Linked DNA regions of Pan troglodytes: region 2 is linked to region 1. Evidence: chromatin contacts called from public HiChIP or PLAC-seq data. All regions are on one chromosome and are shown on one strand. Each heading gives the region's core, a stretch centred on a gene start, on an enhancer-like site or on the middle of the called end of the contact. The rest is flanking DNA. Distances are from core to core; before and after follow the strand shown.

Region 1 (3,667 bases), core at 383-2,882:
AAGGAGGAAAGATTTTTACAAAGTACGGTTGGTCAAAAAAGCGAAATACTTCAAAAAGTCAAAGCAGATAAGAACTGAGAAAAGCTCATCGTGTTTAGTAATTATTAAGTACTTTTAAGAGAATCAGAACAGAAATAGGTAATTAAGAACAGAAATAAATAAATAAATAAATGGTAAGGAAATCCGTGTGGGAGCATTATTTACATATTTTTACTCATGATAAAATCATCCTCATAAAGCCACACTCCCCTTAGTTATACAGAACTAAGATAGGCAAGAAAATTTCATAAAAGGAGCAAAATTCAAGCTGAGAACCTAGAATAATTTTCATAACTTTACTATATTCAAGCATCTAGAAGAAAGGGGTAATTTATTTTTCAGTTTTGTACTCCCTTAGTTACCTCTGTAATTCAGTGCCTTGTACACAGTCAAGAAGTATTTCCTTGTACTCCTTAGGGTCCAAATTAATTAAGTTAATTTCCAGTACAAATGCTGTGCCAGAGAAAAGAGGAGTTTATTATACTTACCAGGGAAAGTACTATCTTCTGGATTAATTGAAGCACTAATGCTTCTTTTCAAGAGGTGATAAACATTTGCTGCTGTGAAGTCTGAAAAAGAAAAGACAGACTAACTCAAAGGGCTCTAGATTTACATAATCTAACTTAGTCCAATTTCACCATCAGAGACTCTCAAGACCAGTAGGTTGTACACAAAAGTACTAAACGGTGCTCAAGATCTGTTCAAGTTTTGATACAGAAAATCTAAAGCAATCAGAGAAAATAGAAAAGGCTCCCGATCTGTACATGCCAGTCAGTTAGCACGAATGCAAAATTCCCCTCAAAAGAATAATTTTAAAGAGAAGGGAAATTCTGTGACAATACCTTATACACAACCACATACATTTACCCCTCAAAATGCCTGTTTGATCGAAACAAATGAACACATAAAATGCAATATTGAATCTAGACGGGTGCACCAAAAAGCAGTGCAATCGCAAACAATTAAAATCATTTAAAATTCATCATTTGTTTTTAAAACTTAGGTTATATGTGGGATGTCTCCTCCCATTAGATGTAAATTGTAGGACAGCAAGATCTTTGTCCATCTTCCTCCTTTCTGTATTATTTGCATGTGAAACACAGGAGCAGAAATAATAAATGCATATATTTCCAAAAAGCAGGAAATTCCATTACTAAGGCATAGAAAATTTATTAAGTTAAATATTTACTATGCCAAGAACTTCTAAGGGCTGGAATCTTGCATCCACAAATTTGTCCCTGTTTTTCCATGAAGATGCTATTTTTGCAGCCCTCATTAACTCTATCCCAGATAGAGTCCCAGCTTCGTGGGACAACTACATATTGATCCCTCTTCAGCAGAACTTGATCACAAAACTCAAACTTCTTCCCCTCTCCACAAGCCGTTCCCGCTCTTTCTCATCCCAGCGCTTACCCGGCTGATTCTCAGTACCCTCACCCGACGACACCTCTGGCCCATGTTCTGCCTCCCTACTGGCCGCCGACGGGAATTTTCCTTCCCCCCAGATCACCAGCAGCAGGTACCGATCCATCACCTCAGAGATCACCCCCCAACTTTAGGTCTCGGCTTCCACATCCAAACAGACGCGCGCTATGACGCATTTCCGGTTCCCTTCGTTTAGGTCGGCTGGAAATTATGTCCTCCGTTGGTTTTCCGCAGTTTTTCCACCAAGCGAGATATTTTTGGGAGTTATTCCCTAAATAACTGCATTATATGCTCCTTTCATGACGAAATTGCTGCCGTGGAGAAGACTGGAGGAAACTCGAGGAAGAGGGAGAAGCCGACAAGTGCTCGACGGGCTAGGAACTGTCCTGCTTGGGTGTTAGCGTTTCCCGCCGGGCTAGTAAGGCTGAGTGACCCGGCGTGGCTACTAGGAGAAGGACGTACGGTCCTGCTAGTAGAGGAATATGTCGAGTTTCTCTAGGGCGCCCCAGGTGAGCTCGGACTCTTATGGCTTGATGGGGTTCATTATACTGGCAGAAGGAGAGCGTTGGTTCCGGCAGATTAAGTAGTGAAGCTGGGGCGGCAGGGAAGCCGAGACCCTCGGCCAGGAGGTGACTTGGGAAAGCACAAGAGGGTCGTCAGTCTGGCAAGCACTTAATGTCGTTCGTCTGTTACTCGTCCCCTCTTCTTTTCAATCTGCCCTTTTCATGTCTTTCTTGGGGGGGCGGGGGGAAGAGGATTAGAGCAGGTCGGAGAGGTAGTAAGGTGGATCACATAGGGCATTGTAGGCCCTTGCAATAATTTGTTTTTTGACTGAGTAAAATGGGGACCTTTTGGAGGGTGTTGATCCACGGAGTAACAGGATCTGACCTGGTGTCAAAAGGAGCACTCTGGCTGCTGGGTCGAGAATAGACTGTTCAGAAATAGGGGTTAGTAGAGGACAGAAGCAAAGAATATGTTTGGAGGGTGTTACAGTAATCCAGGCGAGACGTGATGGTGCAGAGGCCACGCTAGAAATACTATGGAGTGTGTTGAAAGTGGTCAGGTTTTGTTTGAAGGTGGAGCCAGTAGGACTTCCTGAAGATTGAGTATAGGCCAACAGCAAAAGAAGAAACAAGGATTACCCCAAGGTTTTTTGGTTTGTCCAACTGGAGGGTGTGTCATCAACTGAGATAGGGAAGGCTGAGATTGAACCAGGTTTCAGGTGGAAGAATAGGAGTTAGTTTGGGTTATATCGGTCTCAGATGACTCTCAACTCAGTGCCGCTCCAAGTATGGTTCCTTCCTTGGGCTGTTTGTTGCCTCTCTGTGATGAGATAAATACAGGAAGTAAAATAAAACTTTTAAAACCTTTTTTAGCAATCTGACATCGCCCAGCATTTGTATTTTTTTCATTAAAATTTTTTTTTTCTAAGTATCAAACTATTAGTCTACAATGGATGGGGACAAAAACTGGCCTTTTTCTTATATGTAGACTAGTTTGAGGTTGTGATAAGTAAATTTAAAATAAGACCAGCTAGCCTCGTTCTATTTTTCCAGCATTGTTTAGCCTCTTGTGTATATGCATAGAGAAAGCATCTGGTGGAGATCTTTCTGGCCTAGAATTTTCTAAGAATTTGAATACATTGATGACGACTGTAAAAACAATGCTCTATTCCTGAGGCAACCTAAAGATACCTATTTCAGGCAACTTTTTAAAGTTGAAATTTATTCCACATCACCCATCTGTACTTTCCCAACTACATTGTTCTATTTAACTCTCCCCAGGAACTGAACTCCTGAATCGTCTTCAGTTTCCAGTTGGCCACTCAGCTTTCAATATAATGTACCTACTAATCTCTAAATGTTTTTGAAGACCTTCATAAACAGCTTCTACTTTCTTACAAGCTTCTCATTGCCCCTCCAGATTCTATTATGTGTTATACAAAAAAAAAAAAAAAAAAAAAAAGTCATACCGTAAAGGGAAATATATCTTTGGGATATTTATAACAAAACATAAGTCAAATTGCTAACAGGAAACCAGGAAGGAATAATTACTGTGTTTGTCTTTGCAGAATGATTAGAAAAAACAACCCTTTTCCAGAAATAGAAATGAAAACAAAAATTCTTTAGCAATAGAGTTATTTTTCAAAGAAATTATTGACATTAATTGTAGAAACATGTGATGATATATGATAATAAATTTA
Region 2 (3,249 bases), core at 217-2,716, 490 kb before region 1:
TCTTATTTCTTCTCCTTTCCTATCTACACTGTAGTATACTATAAATACAGCTATGCATTTTGCTTATTTTGCTTAACAATATGTCCTGGACATTACTGTATTTCAGGACATACAGATATGTTTCTTTTCTTTTCGGGGATACATTATATGACATTGTGTAAATATCCCAATTTATTTACTAATGTCCCTTTGATAGACATTTGGGTTTCTGGCCTTTTGCTAGGTGGTCTTCTACGTTTGTGTTATTTAGTCCTCCCTAGAGTTTTGTCAGTTTGGCTTATTATTCTCATGTTAAAAGGAGGAAACTGGTATATAAGCAGTTAAAGACTTGACCAAAGTCTTAGAATTAAGCAGGGAGAAGGGGAAAGAAGAATTCCCCTGCTTCCATAATTTCTGTTATTTGCACAAGTCCATGTAATTCATACTACATTGAAAATGTCTGTTGACACCTTTCTTTTAGAGTTGGAGGAGGGAGAAGTAAGTATGTGCTTTGCAGTAGATTGTGGAGAAAAATTTAGCCTTAAGTTCAAGGCTGGAATTTCAGGCCTGAGCCAGCCTGTGGGGAGGGTATCTGAGGGAACAGCTGGCCATTCTGGCTTTGTCCCCAGCTAAAGGCCTGCCAGACACCCACAAGCAGGTGTGTCTATTTTGGGCAGAGGGATCTTCTCAGTGTCTGGTAAATCACAACATGTCAATTCTATCACAGCGTGCTCTGAACCCTGGTGCTCCCCTAATAAATCCACCAAAACTCCCTTTGAAGGATAGAGAACAATCCATTCTCTACTGTGCCTCTTAACAGTGACTTCCCCCTTCTTCCTTCTTATCCTACAGACCAGTGAACAATTATATATACCAAACCAAACAGAGGAGCACAGCTTTGGGTCAGTAAAAACCATTTTACATACTTTTTAGAGGAGAAATTAAGTGAGATTTGGAGGAAGCCTTAGGAAAATAACCAAAAACTTTCATTAATTTTCCCTTTTTATCCACCCAATGTTTTTAAGGGAAAAGATTAATTCCGAGGGAAAATACACCCCAATCATGTTATTTTAAAATGAGCATCTCAAGCTAAGGCCTCATCTCAGAGCACTTTTAGCCCAATCTCTTCCCACATCCTCCTCTCCAAAATCATCACTGAAATCATTACAAGATATATGAGGATCATTCACTTTTCAATTTCAAGACACAAATCATTTTCACTGCACAGTTTTTAACCAAGGCAGAAGGAGACAGCCACTACATTTTAGAGATTTTGCAAAAGGGTTTAAACAAAGCAGCTTTCTTTTTCTGCCCCAGTAGTCACTGAATAGTCTTGTTAATAAAGGTTTTATTGTGTCATTGCTAAGCTTCTGAGACCAAACAGCACAAGCAAATTAGCCACAAGATCATCGCACCATGGACTGGGCAGCTGAGCACTTGGCTGACCATGTGGGGATCTGATTTCATCAGGGAGCTGAGTAGCTTCCCTAGCTAGCTGCACTCAGGACACTCCAAGCTCAGCGGCATGGACGTGCTCAACAAAGCCAGTACTCCAAGACTCTGCTCTCCATCTAGTCAAAACAGGAAGTTTGACATGTGAGTCAAAGGCTGGAAGTCCACTCACTCCACATATGTGAATTTATTTTCTGCAATGTGCCAGCGATGGAGAAGAGAGTGAGATGGAGAAGATACACCACTCCCTGCTGTCTGAGAGTGATATAGATAAATAAAAATACAGAGAAATACTTACATATGAGTTAAGCATTACAGTATAACATTGGGTATATTTTTTAAGCTCTATGGGCATCTATTTGTTCACTTTTAAAGGAGGATAACAACAGTAATTACATCAGATTGTTATAAAGAGTAAAACACTTAGAATGTATCTGGCAGATGGTAGTTACTCCACAAATATTAGATATAATAATTATTAAGTGCCACTCCCCTAAACTTAAAGCTAGGTGTTCTCCCTCCCCTTCCTAAAGTACATTTCTCTCACCCAGTGTTTCATTTAATTAATCCAACAAAACTTTAATTTAGATGCTACTCATATTTGAAGAAGAATGGCACAGAGTTGAATAGATTTATCCAAGTCATACATTTCATAGAAAGTAGACATGGAACGCAAATCAACTTGCATCGGTTCAGCCACAAAATTCCTTATGCTTTTAACCTGTATCTATGCCACCTTGTGTGTAAGAGTGAAAACCATTAGGCACAGAGGAGGGAGAGATTAATGTCAACAGGAGGTACTAGGAAGGCCTCCTGCAGGAAAACTAGGAAGGCCTCCTGCAGGAAAACATAGGAGTATACACTCTTCTGCTAAAACCTTCCATGGCTCCCTATTGCTTTAAAATAAAGTGCAAGTCTTTTACCAAAGGCAGAAATCCTCTCTTCCCTTTAGCACCCACATCTGAGTCACCAGCAAGTCCTATAAGTTATAACTACAAATTTTATTCCAATATATACATTTTTCTGCCTATTTCTACTGCTACCACCCTAATCCAAGGTATCATCATCCAGTGCTGGTTTTTCCTACTAATGATCTCCTTGGACCTCTTCTTGCCAACCTACAAACCATTCCCTACACAGCAGCATGAGTAAGCTTAAAATGCAAACCAGACCATGGCACTCTCTTACTTTAAACTTTTTAAATAATTATCAGTTTTGTTTAAAATTAAATTTAAACTCCTTACCATGGGTCTCTAAATATGCATGATTTGGTGCCTGCTTATCTTTTCAACTTCATCCCATCTATTTCTTCTCCTAACTCATTATTCTGCATTCATAAAGACCTCCTTTATTTTGTCCAACACAACACATTTTTTCCCAGCTCATGGCTTTGTACTTGCTGTTTTCTCTGCCAAGGATGCCTGATATGAAAGAAGAAAGAAAAAAAGAAAGAGGAAAGGGAAGAAAGAAAAGAAAGGAGCAAAGAGGGAAAGCCTGAGCTAAGGCACAAAGGCCAGAAGTAGAATGGTGTAAGTAGAAGAAGATAAGCACTTTGGTGGTGCTTAAGTATAAACACAATGATGATAAAAGGATGAAGAAACAAAATAGTGGTAGGCTAAGACCAGATTAAGTAAATATGTATTAGCTGTTATTGCTGCACCCAGAATTTAGCAGTTTAAAACAACAGTTTCAATCTCACACTTTCAATGGATCAGCAACTTGGGAGTAACATAGGTAGTTCTGGTTCAGAACTTTTTATGAGATTTCAATTAAGACATCAGCCTGGACTTTAGTCATTTAAAGTCTTGAATGGGACTA

Evidence for each region. HiChIP or PLAC-seq counts read pairs in DNA pulled down with a chosen protein or histone mark.
Region 2: an H3K4me3 HiChIP or PLAC-seq map of stem cell-derived excitatory neurons shows a contact between it and region 1, with 11 times the contacts expected there. The contact joins the enhancer-like site here to the promoter of MRPL13 in region 1. A contact is called at or near these places in 4 of 7 Hi-C or Micro-C datasets (blood, induced pluripotent stem cells, a lymphoblastoid cell line and 1 more), 1 of 1 datasets of contacts at active chromatin or transcription factors (stem cell-derived excitatory neurons) and 1 of 1 other capture datasets (stem cell-derived neural stem cells).

The regions. Positions count from the first base shown.
Region 1 is chr7:130,759,193-130,762,859 of NHGRI_mPanTro3-v2.0_pri, reverse strand. MRPL13 (mitochondrial ribosomal protein L13) reads left to right here and starts at 1,632. Exons shown (of 7, transcript XM_009455842.4): 1 at 1,632-1,973. The coding sequence starts at 1,947. MTBP (MDM2 binding protein) reads right to left here and starts at 1,650. Exons shown (of 23, transcript XR_008536817.2): 1 at 1,453-1,650; 2 at 528-608.
Region 2 is chr7:131,253,773-131,257,021 of NHGRI_mPanTro3-v2.0_pri, reverse strand. All of the region lies in intron 1 of LOC134810795 (a long non-coding RNA gene), which reads right to left. Among named protein-coding and RNA genes, the nearest start is that of SNTB1, 130 kb to the right of the region's middle. Within about 2 kb of position 1,466, at least 4 of the 24 cell types and tissues checked have an H3K27ac peak or open chromatin away from gene starts, as enhancers often do. A contact at or near this core is called in stem cell-derived excitatory neurons and stem cell-derived neural stem cells, where this site is marked.